2 separate regions of the Pan troglodytes genome follow, and region 2 is linked to region 1. A link is a contact called in public Hi-C data. All regions are on one chromosome and are shown on one strand. Each heading gives the region's core, a stretch centred on a gene start, on an enhancer-like site or on the middle of the called end of the contact. The rest is flanking DNA. Distances are from core to core; before and after follow the strand shown. Region 1 holds the start of ARHGEF26 (Rho guanine nucleotide exchange factor 26). Region 2 overlaps ARHGEF26 (Rho guanine nucleotide exchange factor 26).

Region 1 (5,049 bases), core at 1,563-4,062:
TCACTACAATTCACTGAAACAATGAAATAAAATGTACAAGATTCCCCACACCCTGTCAAAACAGATTGAGAATCCTCAAATAACTAGCAGGTCAGCTCATTTTACAACTCGTGATTCACCATCACTGTTAAATTGAACTTTGCTATACTTGCAGAGTTGGAAAAAACACATAAAATGTTATGTAATTTATTTTCTTTAAGACCACGGGCTCTAAAATAAAACAGGCTTGCTTGCGTTTTGCATATGTGCCATTTATATAGACTGGTTCCAGTGCTCTGATTAACCAGGAAAAAATGTGGCTGCCAAAAAGAATCTCTGCCTTATTGCTGAAATCTGTGTTGTTTCTGTGGAAGGCTGCACACACTCCAAAATACCCCTCTTCAGTTTTCCCTGTTTCTTTATGTCATATTTGGCAATATTTTAATAAGTGCAGCTAATGGGACAATATAGGGGAGCAATACCACACAGTGTCCACCCTAACCTTAAGTTTTCAGCTGCCAATTTGTTACATGCACTCAAGGATGAATGGGCATACAACGGGAATAAAACACAACCAAAGGCCATGCTGACAAAAACAAGCAACAAAAAAGATGACAAAATATTTATGTCTTTTGTGATCCTGGCAACTGATTTTCAAATTCACATTCTACCTGAATGACATCAAGTGCGTAGTAACCACTCAAAAAACAATTCAGTAAGTAAAAGCAAAAAATAATCAACAGGCTCAAACAGGAATCAGTATTTTTCTGAATCAGCTGTGATAACAGCTATCATTGACTGAAACCTCTAAGCAAACTCCAGACAACTTGACTGCAGAGTGCGGTTCTGAACATGCTCCTCCCCCTTTCAGCTATCTCTTTTAAAAGTGGTAAAGACTCACTCAGCCAATAATCTGCCATATTTCACTCTTGTCCCCCCCAATTCTGCCTGAGCTTAGAAATTTAAAAGTGATGAATTTCACTTCTTCCCACAAAGTTGCACTAAACTCGGCTGTGCCTGCCATTATCAAAGTGGCCAAGAGCTCGATGTACACTAGCAATCAAGAGCAAAACACAGAATTAAAACGGAATGACTTCTTCGGGTTTCCTCTACGCTCCTCCTCCCCACTCCCAACACATTTACTTTCCGCTTAGTGAATGGCGTGCCACACTCCTGCCCACTTTTACCTTTATCCTTCCCAGACTGGAAAACTTCTCCTTGTCTTCCATCACCACTTTCAGAACAGGCTGGGACATTCTGTTCTTCTTCTTCGAGCTGGTAGAACTGTCAAAATCAAAGCCACTGACCACTGCCCTGCGATAAGACGTGGACCGCAAACCTCTCCGCAGAGACCCTGGGCTATCCACGTCGTTATCGACCTCAGTCTCCTCCCCTGCGTGACCCAGTGGTCCTCCTAGGCCCTCCACCATGCTGCGCACCTTGAGGAGTCTCTTGTGGGGCTCCACATTTTGATTGTTGGATTTACTTATTTTAATTTCCGAGGCCAGACTCTTCGGAATGATCTGCTGCTTCCCCACTTTGAGGGCGGCGGGGCTGTTTGTACTCAAAACCACGGAAGGATTCTCGAGGAGCTCGTTCTCCTGGGAGGGCAGCCTTTGGAGGGGTAGTTTTTGTTCCGAAGAACTTTTCTGGGGCCCAGGAGAGAGCCCCCGTTCGGGGTCCTTTGCCTTCCGGCCGGACTGCGAACCTGACCCAGGAGAGTCGTTATTAGCGGCAAGGCCATTTGCAGTGGGCGAAGGCACCGGGCTGGCAGTCAACCCAGTAAGGTCCTCCTCGGGGGTGCAGGGGGCGGGCGCGTTAGGAGTCCGCGGGGGGCGCAGAACCGGCGGCGGCGGCGGCGCAGGCAAGGTCACCGCGCCATTTGCTGGGGATTTCGGGGAGCCGCCCGGCACCGCTTTAGGGAGCTTGGGTGACTTGGGCCGTCGAAGTCGAGGAGAGGCAGCCCTGTACTCCGGGGATGCCGTCCCACCATTGGCCACCGCTCTCCGCTGGGCGCCCAGAAGCAGGGGACTCCTATGTACCGTCCTGCTGTCCGAGGCGGTGGGCACCTGGGCGGGAATCTGCGCTGCGGGGAGCGTCCCTCCGTCCTCCACCGGGAAATCCGTAATTAGTAACCCGTTGGGGCTCTGGTAGGACTGGGGCCTCGGCTTGCTCCGGCCCAGAAGCTGGTGGGGCTGAGGAATCGACCGCCTCCGCCACAAAGGGGTTATGCTGTTGCTAGAAAAATCCACCTCGCTCTCGCCGTCCATAGCCGGGCCTCGAAGTCAGCGCCGGGAGGAGCAACACCGAGTTAGTCTTGCCTAAAGAGGAAAGAAGTTAGGAAACTGTGCCTCTGGACAACCGGGGACGCCTGGCCGACTCGCGTGCTCCCAGTCCAGCGGTCCCCCTGCTGCTGCGCAGGACACGACTGCACCGCACTTACCCGCCCTTTCTCGGGCAAAAACTGCACCACTGCGGTGCGCGGTTCCCGGCAGAAATCTGGGCTGCCGCCCAGGCGGATTAATCCAATCACCTCCGCGTCCCTCCCGCGCCAAAAGACCACCCGCAGCAAACGAGCCCGCCACCAATTTACTGAGTGCAAGCCGAGGCACAAGAAACTTGGGACGAGTTCAGCTTTCTTGGGAAACTCGCCGCGGGACGCTCCCTTCTGTCGCCATCCAGCCTCCCGCCCTCATCATGGGTACCCTCGCGCTCCAGGTGCGCGGCTCCCAGGCAAATTTACCTTCTGGGGCTTGCAATGTCCGGGGCCGAGGAGCACCCACTACCCCGTGGGTGGCCCGGGTCCGGGACCGAAGCGCAGCCGCGAGAGCTTAGGAGAACGCTGCCGCCGACCGCGGCGCCGGCGCCGGCCCGCCCCCAACGCCTGACTACGCCCCCACACTTGGCCCCGCCCCCGTTTCGGCCCCGCCCAGATCCGCCTCCATCGCAGCCAGAAGCAAGAAGCTGTCTTCCCGCCCCCGCGTGCCTACAATCAGCCCCAGTCTCCCCGGGAAACAGACGAGCGCACCTGAGCTGAGTTCTGAGCTCCAGCGTTTGGGGCTAGAAGTTGCGGACTAGTAGCTGAGGCAGCACGGGAGTGTAGGCGCGCGGGGTCGTTGCCGGGGGCACAGAGTGAGAACAAGCAAGGGAGCCCTGCTGAATTGCAGCTTAGGAAGCCCTGAATCCTGGAGGTGCGTTGAAACCGAGAACGCGCGGCGTAGTAGACTTTGTGAGATGCGTGGGCAGTAGCGCAGAGTTCTAACGCAGAGTCATGCCCTCTCAGCATTCAGGTGGTCTTAATCAGATGGGCTCGTCCCAGTGCTGAAAATGCATTATAATATAAACAGATAGATGGGCTTGTTTGTGCCTAGAGTCTTTCCGTAGGAAAGACTGGCAGCTCTGAAGAGGGAAACTGGGTGGCTACGAAACCGGAGGGAGGGAGAGTTTTCATATAATTATTTTTGGTCCTTGTATGCTTTGCATCTTGAAACCTACCTATGAAAAATAAGCTCAATTTACACTACAAAAAAAGTATTGGTTTCCAACAGTACATAGAATAAAACTCAAAATCCTTAGCATGGCTTACAAGACACTTCACTACTGCCCTACTTCTTCAGCCTAGTCTTTCCTCCATCACTTTCTTCATTATTTTTTTGGCCACACTCAAAGTTTGACAGCCTCAGAACCTTCCCTTTCGTTCCTTCCTGACCTGACTTGTCACTGCATCAGAAAGACCTTCCCTGTCCCCTCCTTAATTATACCATTGCCCCGTTTATTTTCCCAGCCACTTGTTCTCTTCTATTTCTGCACTTATAAAATTTTGTATATATATATATATATATTTATGTGTTTATGTTTATTGTCTTTTGTCTTTACACGGTAATTTGCATGAGGGCAGGGGTCATGTTTTTTTTTTCTTCTCCGTATTTCCGGCACATGGTGGGCACTTAATATTTATTTAATGAGTGAGAGAATGAATGACAGGAATGAAGTGAAAACAGTGACCATTCCTTCCAAAGTGCTTCGTTGTCAAATAGTAGAAAGATGGCTGTGTCTTGGCCAGGCTCCTGCTGTGTGACAATAATGAGGCAAACTTGAGAAGACAAATAATTTTAGACCTTAAGAGCTGTATAATTGATTCTATTAGCAAGACAAATGGGCCCTTCTCCAAGTTCTCTTTCAGCATTCATGCATTCAGCAGGGATGCAGTGAGCATCCACTGTGTGCAAGTTATGCTGCCTGTTTTTGCCCTAGATTGAATGCAATGGCCAAAAATATTAAGATGTGATCTCTGGGTGGTGAGATGAAGGATAGTATGTTTCATGCTGCTTTATATTTTTCTATACTTAACGAAATATACTGGACAATGAAGATATATTACTTTGATCTGAGACATTTTCATAAACAAAGAAAAAAAGAAACGGCATCAAAAAATGTATAAGAAACTTTTTTTTTTTAGACGGAGTTTTGCTCTTGTTGCCTAGGCTGGAGAGCAATGATGCGATCTCGGCTCACCGCAACCTCCGCCTCCAGGGTTCAAGCAATTCTCCTGCCTCAGCCTCCCGAGTAGCTGGGATTACAGGCATGTACCACCACGCCCGGCTAATTTTGTATTTTTAGTAGAGACAGGGTTTCTCCATGTTGGTCAGGCTGGTCTCGAACTCCCAATTTCAGGTGATCCACCCACCTTGGCCTCCCAAAGTGCTGGGAATTGCAGGTGTGAGCCACCGCTCCTGGCCTAAGAAAATTTTTAAGAAAGAAATTTTCCAAATTGGGTGGAAGACATGGCTGATTACATACTCGCATGTAGATACATAGACTTTTTTTTTAATATAAGGTGTTTTCTATACCAACATGTATTGCTGTTATATTGGGGAAATATAATAAATTAATTTCAAAAGTGGTTACCTACTGACAAATGGAGTATTCACCTAATTCAAAATGCAACCTGTGACCTATGTTAAGAAGCGGTAAAAGGTGATGTGAGAAGGTGGCTTTTCTTGAAATTATGTTGCTTCTACAAACAAGTGTAACCAATATTTGTGACGACTTCATAGGATCTTCTTACCT
Region 2 (5,049 bases), core at 1,784-4,283, 130 kb before region 1:
ATATAGAAGCCAAGGCTCCTGTCTTGCTTTTAAAACCTCTCTCTCTCTCTCTCTCTCTCTAATACAGGACAAAGGGCTTTACAATAGTTCTGTAAGAAAGAAGCAAAGCACAACTTCATGTAAAATAATTCCCAGGCAAACACTTGTATCTTTGCTATGATGTCTTTATTGGGAATAAGATCTATTTTTTACACAGGCTCAAGTGGAATTTGCAAAGTACAAAGCCAATCGAAAACAGAATACCTCATGAATAGAAGTGTTGCTCACCAAGAGAAATCTAAAATGATCCATTTGTGTCTCTCTATGCCATACTGAAACAAATTATACATAGCCTATACTGCTGTCTTCTGGAGCAATTTAGAGCAACTTGGAGCCAGTGAGGCAGATCTTCCTGTACACAGACACCATCTCTGGCACTGAGTGGCCAGTATCAGCAGTGGCTTTGCCCTACAGCCAGTTTCCAGAAGTCCAGATGAAATCTTTCACTTCTGTGGCATGCTGCCTGGATGCTAATAGCATTTCTTAGACATGGCCGCCCCTCACAGGGACTCCAGAGGATAGAACAAGACACTCCTTGTTGCTATCAATAAAAGGAGCAGCTTTTTGAAACTTTCAATTGAGTGAGTCCCACCCCCCCTCTTAGATGCTGTCAAATCCACAGGACTTCCCCTGGGGCTTTCAAGAGTCTGCCAAGAGGCCGGGCGGGGCGGCTCACACTTGTAATCCCGGCACTTTTGGAGGCCGAGGCAGGGATCACCTGAGGTCGGGAGTTCGAGACCAGCCTGACCAACATGGAGAAACCCCATCTCTGCTAAAAATACAAAATTAGCTGGGCGTGGTGGTGCACGCCTGTAATCCCAGCTACTCAGGAGGCTGAGGCAGGAGAATTGCTTGAACCTGGGAGGCGGAGGTTGCGGTGAGCCAAGAGTGCACCACTGCACTCCAGCCTAGGCGACAAGAGCAAAACTCCATCTCAAAAAAAAAAGAAAAAAAAAAAGAGCCTGCTAAGGAGCTCCCCCAGCTATGAAGCAGAAAGTACTACATCTCTAAAGCAGGAACTAAGTTGTTATAAGATGGATTCTAGGGACAGGAAAAACCAGGGCATAGACTTACCCACGATTAAATTTAGACATGAAGTCTAGGGCTCACTCACAGACAGATATCTATTTTCTCCAGGGACATATCGATATAAAACAATTGAGATGAATTCACAATCTACCACACAGCCAGTTCACAGACTTTTCCCTTTGCACAAAGTGACAAGAGTAAGCAATGCTGCACTGAAGCCCATCTGCGGCATGTCAACTTTCAAGACTCGCCTTACCACTCCTTCCTCCACCCACATTCACTTTGCACAGGCCCTGGGCTAGCTTGGAGAGGTGCACAGCAAATACACTGGAGTCTCTTGCTTTTTACCGCCCTCAGTATGAGGGAACACACAGAGCAGAAAACACTCACAAAATCCAATACAGCATGCAGTGTGCTGAAATGGAACACTCTACCAAAACATTTGACCTACGTAGAGAAAGAAGACGAAATTGAAAAGAGACTCCTTTAACTTAAATGTCTATAAATGTAGTCTTTTCATAACCCTCAAGTTCTCCATGCATGGCATGAAATGATGTTTCTACAGTTTCCTATCAGCTATGGTAGCACCTTGTCCTGTCTCATATAATTCATTATGCACAGTAGGTTTAAACTTAATTGCATGAAGGTCAAAGATACAGCAAAGTCTCACTTCTTATGGAATACCAGGCATCAGCTACAAAACATAGATACATACTGAGAAAGTAGGAAGTAGGCTTTGAAATCACAGAGACAGGGCTGCAGGTGAGGCTGCACAGAACAGAACATTGGCTGAGGACTCCATCACTAACAGGGTTTTCCTGATTTCTCAATAGAAGAAAAGAGCCCTTAGTTGCTCTTTAACCTTCCTTTTATCCCTCCCAAAGTGGCATTTGACCAGTTACCTTTTGTGTTTCTTTTTACAGCCTACACATTTACCTGTGGTTCCTTTTGAATTCTCTAAAGTCCTTCGAACCTTTGTAAAGAATAGGATTGTGAAGATAGTTGTTTGTTCATTCCCTCACAAACTCAATTCAACTAGATTAGTTCAGAAAACTGATCCATGAAAGAAAGCCCATAGCGTGAAAAAAAGTCATTAAACATGCTGAGACCAGGCCTTAAAAAACTAGATATCAGTTCAATTTGCCAAATTTTAAAAAAGCTAACTGAAGCAAAATAATATCCCTAGCCCACTAAGAGTTCTAAAATTTAGATTTTTGTCACATGCTATATAGTTAAATCAATTATTTCTTGTTTATCATATTACATTAGCTCAGACCTAAAAAATCTGGTCCAGAATCCTTCAGTTAACCTGAAGCAGGTCAATGATGTTTTCCTGCTGATAAAAGACCTCTTGTCCTATTGGGGTTGGTGATGAGGACCACATTAAGATCAGATCCTTTGACAGGCACTAGATAAATGTAAGATTATGACTGGACTTAGAATTTAGATTTAACAAGGAAAAAAATGCTATACCCTACAATAAATAAAATGTTTCCATGTATACTGTCTTTATGTTGTGATTTTTCTAAAAGGATGAAGTATATGACTATGTCAGAGATACTATTTACAATTTTATTCCATTCCATGTACTTCCTGTTGTTAATTAAATCATTAACAGAAGCAGGAAAAGCTCAAAGACTCCCTGCAAACAATGCCCCTTTATCAGGAGGCCCAGGAATTGGTGTCTGGATGGTTGACAGCACCAACCACATTCATTATGCTTCTAGCTCTGTGAGGGAGAAATTTTGAGAAGGATATTTGATTATGGGCTAAGGTCATCATATCCTATAACTGACATATAATGAGTGAGGAAAGTTTGTGTTCATCACTGAACATGTCCTAGATGTTTCATGACGGTATACACTACACCCAAATGACATCTAAATTTTACTACAAATGCAGGAAGCCAAGGACTCCACTTGCCACAGCCTGTTGTGTGTGCCAGCTGCAGCTGTCTGTGCTTCATTTTAATGAAGGCAGACAAAGGGGGCTCTCTGGCTCCCACATTCCTCTTGAAAGGCCCAGAGGGAAAAAAGAATGACAGTGGTAAAACATTCTTCCTTTGTCCTTTTATAAAGGGTAGGCTTTTGTATTTTTCACAGACTATTGTCTCATTGACGATACCATGACTTAGGGCCTGTCATGGACAAACAGATATAACACAGTATACATGACTTCGACGTACATCCTAAAAAACATTTGACTGAATCCTTAATAGCAAAAAATTGAAAAACAAGTAAAATTTGGGAAAAACTTGCTCCAGCAGTAACAAAAAGGGCAGTAAATAGAGACAGGAAGCAGTTTTTCTCCACACCTGGTTACTCTTCTACCTTGTCTCAGATAGAGAAAAGCTAGTTATAATAATTATGGGTCAATCCCAAAAATATTTATTGGGAACCTACTCGCTACGTACAAAGCAAGGAAAGGACAAAACTAGAGCTGAGCTTAGGGATTAGTGATAAAACTACTGTATTGATGGGAGAGGAGAATGGCTAGGAGGCCATTGGGGTAGTTCAAAAGCCATGTGGTTGACCTAGGAAGGAGGCAGTGGAATGGAAAGATGGGGAAAGATGAAATAGACTTTTACACAGGAAGAACTGGCAGGTGATGGATCTGTTCTGACACAGAAGCATCAAAAACAGCACCAAGTCTCCAGACTGGATAACGCAAAAGAGTGTCAATAGTACCATTTACAGAAATGTGTGTGTCGGGGAAAGCCACGGGCAGTGTTGATGTTTGGTTTTGGACAGGCTGCATTTCTGAAGAGACAGAGAAGAGGAATGGTCATAGGTGTGAGAGGCAAACTAAGAGCATAGATAAGAGGCTGAGAAAAACATAATCTCAAAAAAAGGGTTAGCATGAAAGAGCTGGATGGTCAATAAAACTAAATGATACTAGAGGTAAAGAAAGGAAGATTGGACTGCTGGGTGTGAAACTAGGAAGCCTGTTAATCTGATGGAGAGGCCTCAACAGGGTGCCAGAGGAAGAAGTCACGCCAAGGTTGATTAAGAAACAACTTAACTAGCTAACAACTCACTGCACGTACCCCTACCTTGATTAAGAAACAACTCAAGCTAGCAGCTCACGCCAGCAGCTCACGCCAAAAATCTAAATGTCATCGATTCCTCTCTTCCACTTACTGCCACCTCAACTCATCTAGTCCATCAGTTGGTCCTGTTGTTTTTGTCTCCAAAATATAACATTTCTATCTCCTCTTACATATCACGGTCCAAGCCAACATCGGGACTCCCCTCGACTACTCCAACAGGATTAGGGTTAGGGTTCTTATTGTTTGCCCCACTGAAACTTCCGTCCCCAGGGCCCCTGTTGTTCCTGGAACTTCCTGCTATGGCTTATGTGGTTCTAAATCAGTGTTTCTCGAGATATCTCTGGTAGAGAACCAGTCTCCACCCCTTGAATCCATTGCAGACCAAGCATTTTTAGAAATACAGTAAAAATAAATTAATTGTTAAAATAATCACAAGTTTTGATGCCTCAGAAATGTCAAACTGCTTCCTACATACCAGGCTGGTAACTACTTGAGGACTGATGGCCCACAGACAGCACTGGGGTAGCTCTGAAGACAAACTGGACTTTGTTGCCCATTGACTGCCACCCTCTCCCTGGTTTATTCTGCTCCAGCCACATTCTCCATGTTCAAGCCAAGTTTGAGAACACTAAACTCGTTTCCTTAGAGGTTTTGCGCTTGCTGTTCCCTTTGGCTGAAACATTCTGACTCTGCATTTTCCTAAGGGTTGACTCCTCCTTTTCACTCAAGGCTCAAATATCACCTCTTAAGAGAGGTCTTTCTGCACCACCTAAGTTGGAGTACATATCCTCACCACCCCCCAATTAGCACTCACTCCGGATCACATCACCAGCTTTAGGGTCTTCACTGCACTTACCACTACCTGAAATGATCCTTTATTTTTAACTGGATCAAGAAGAAATACTTTCCCATCATCCTAGCTCATTGCAGAC

What was found. A called contact is a pair of places that touch in the nucleus more often than the background predicts.
Region 2: a Hi-C map of stem cell-derived neural progenitor cells shows a contact between it and region 1, with 4 times the contacts expected there. The contact joins the enhancer-like site here to the promoter of ARHGEF26 in region 1. A contact is called at or near these places in 1 of 7 Hi-C or Micro-C datasets (stem cell-derived neural progenitor cells), 1 of 1 datasets of contacts at active chromatin or transcription factors (stem cell-derived excitatory neurons) and 1 of 1 other capture datasets (stem cell-derived neural stem cells).

The regions. Positions count from the first base shown.
Region 1 is chr2:157,333,900-157,338,948 of NHGRI_mPanTro3-v2.0_pri, reverse strand. It overlaps ARHGEF26 (Rho guanine nucleotide exchange factor 26), which reads right to left and starts at 2,812. Exons shown (of 14, transcript XM_054681196.2): 1 at 2,723-2,812; 2 at 1,167-2,300. The coding sequence starts at 2,249.
Region 2 is chr2:157,463,370-157,468,418 of NHGRI_mPanTro3-v2.0_pri, reverse strand. The region is part of intron 11 of ARHGEF26 (Rho guanine nucleotide exchange factor 26); the gene reads right to left. Among named protein-coding and RNA genes, the nearest start is that of DHX36, 78 kb to the left of the region's middle. Within about 2 kb of position 3,033, at least 7 of the 24 cell types and tissues checked have an H3K27ac peak or open chromatin away from gene starts, as enhancers often do. A contact at or near this core is called in stem cell-derived neural progenitor cells, where this site is marked.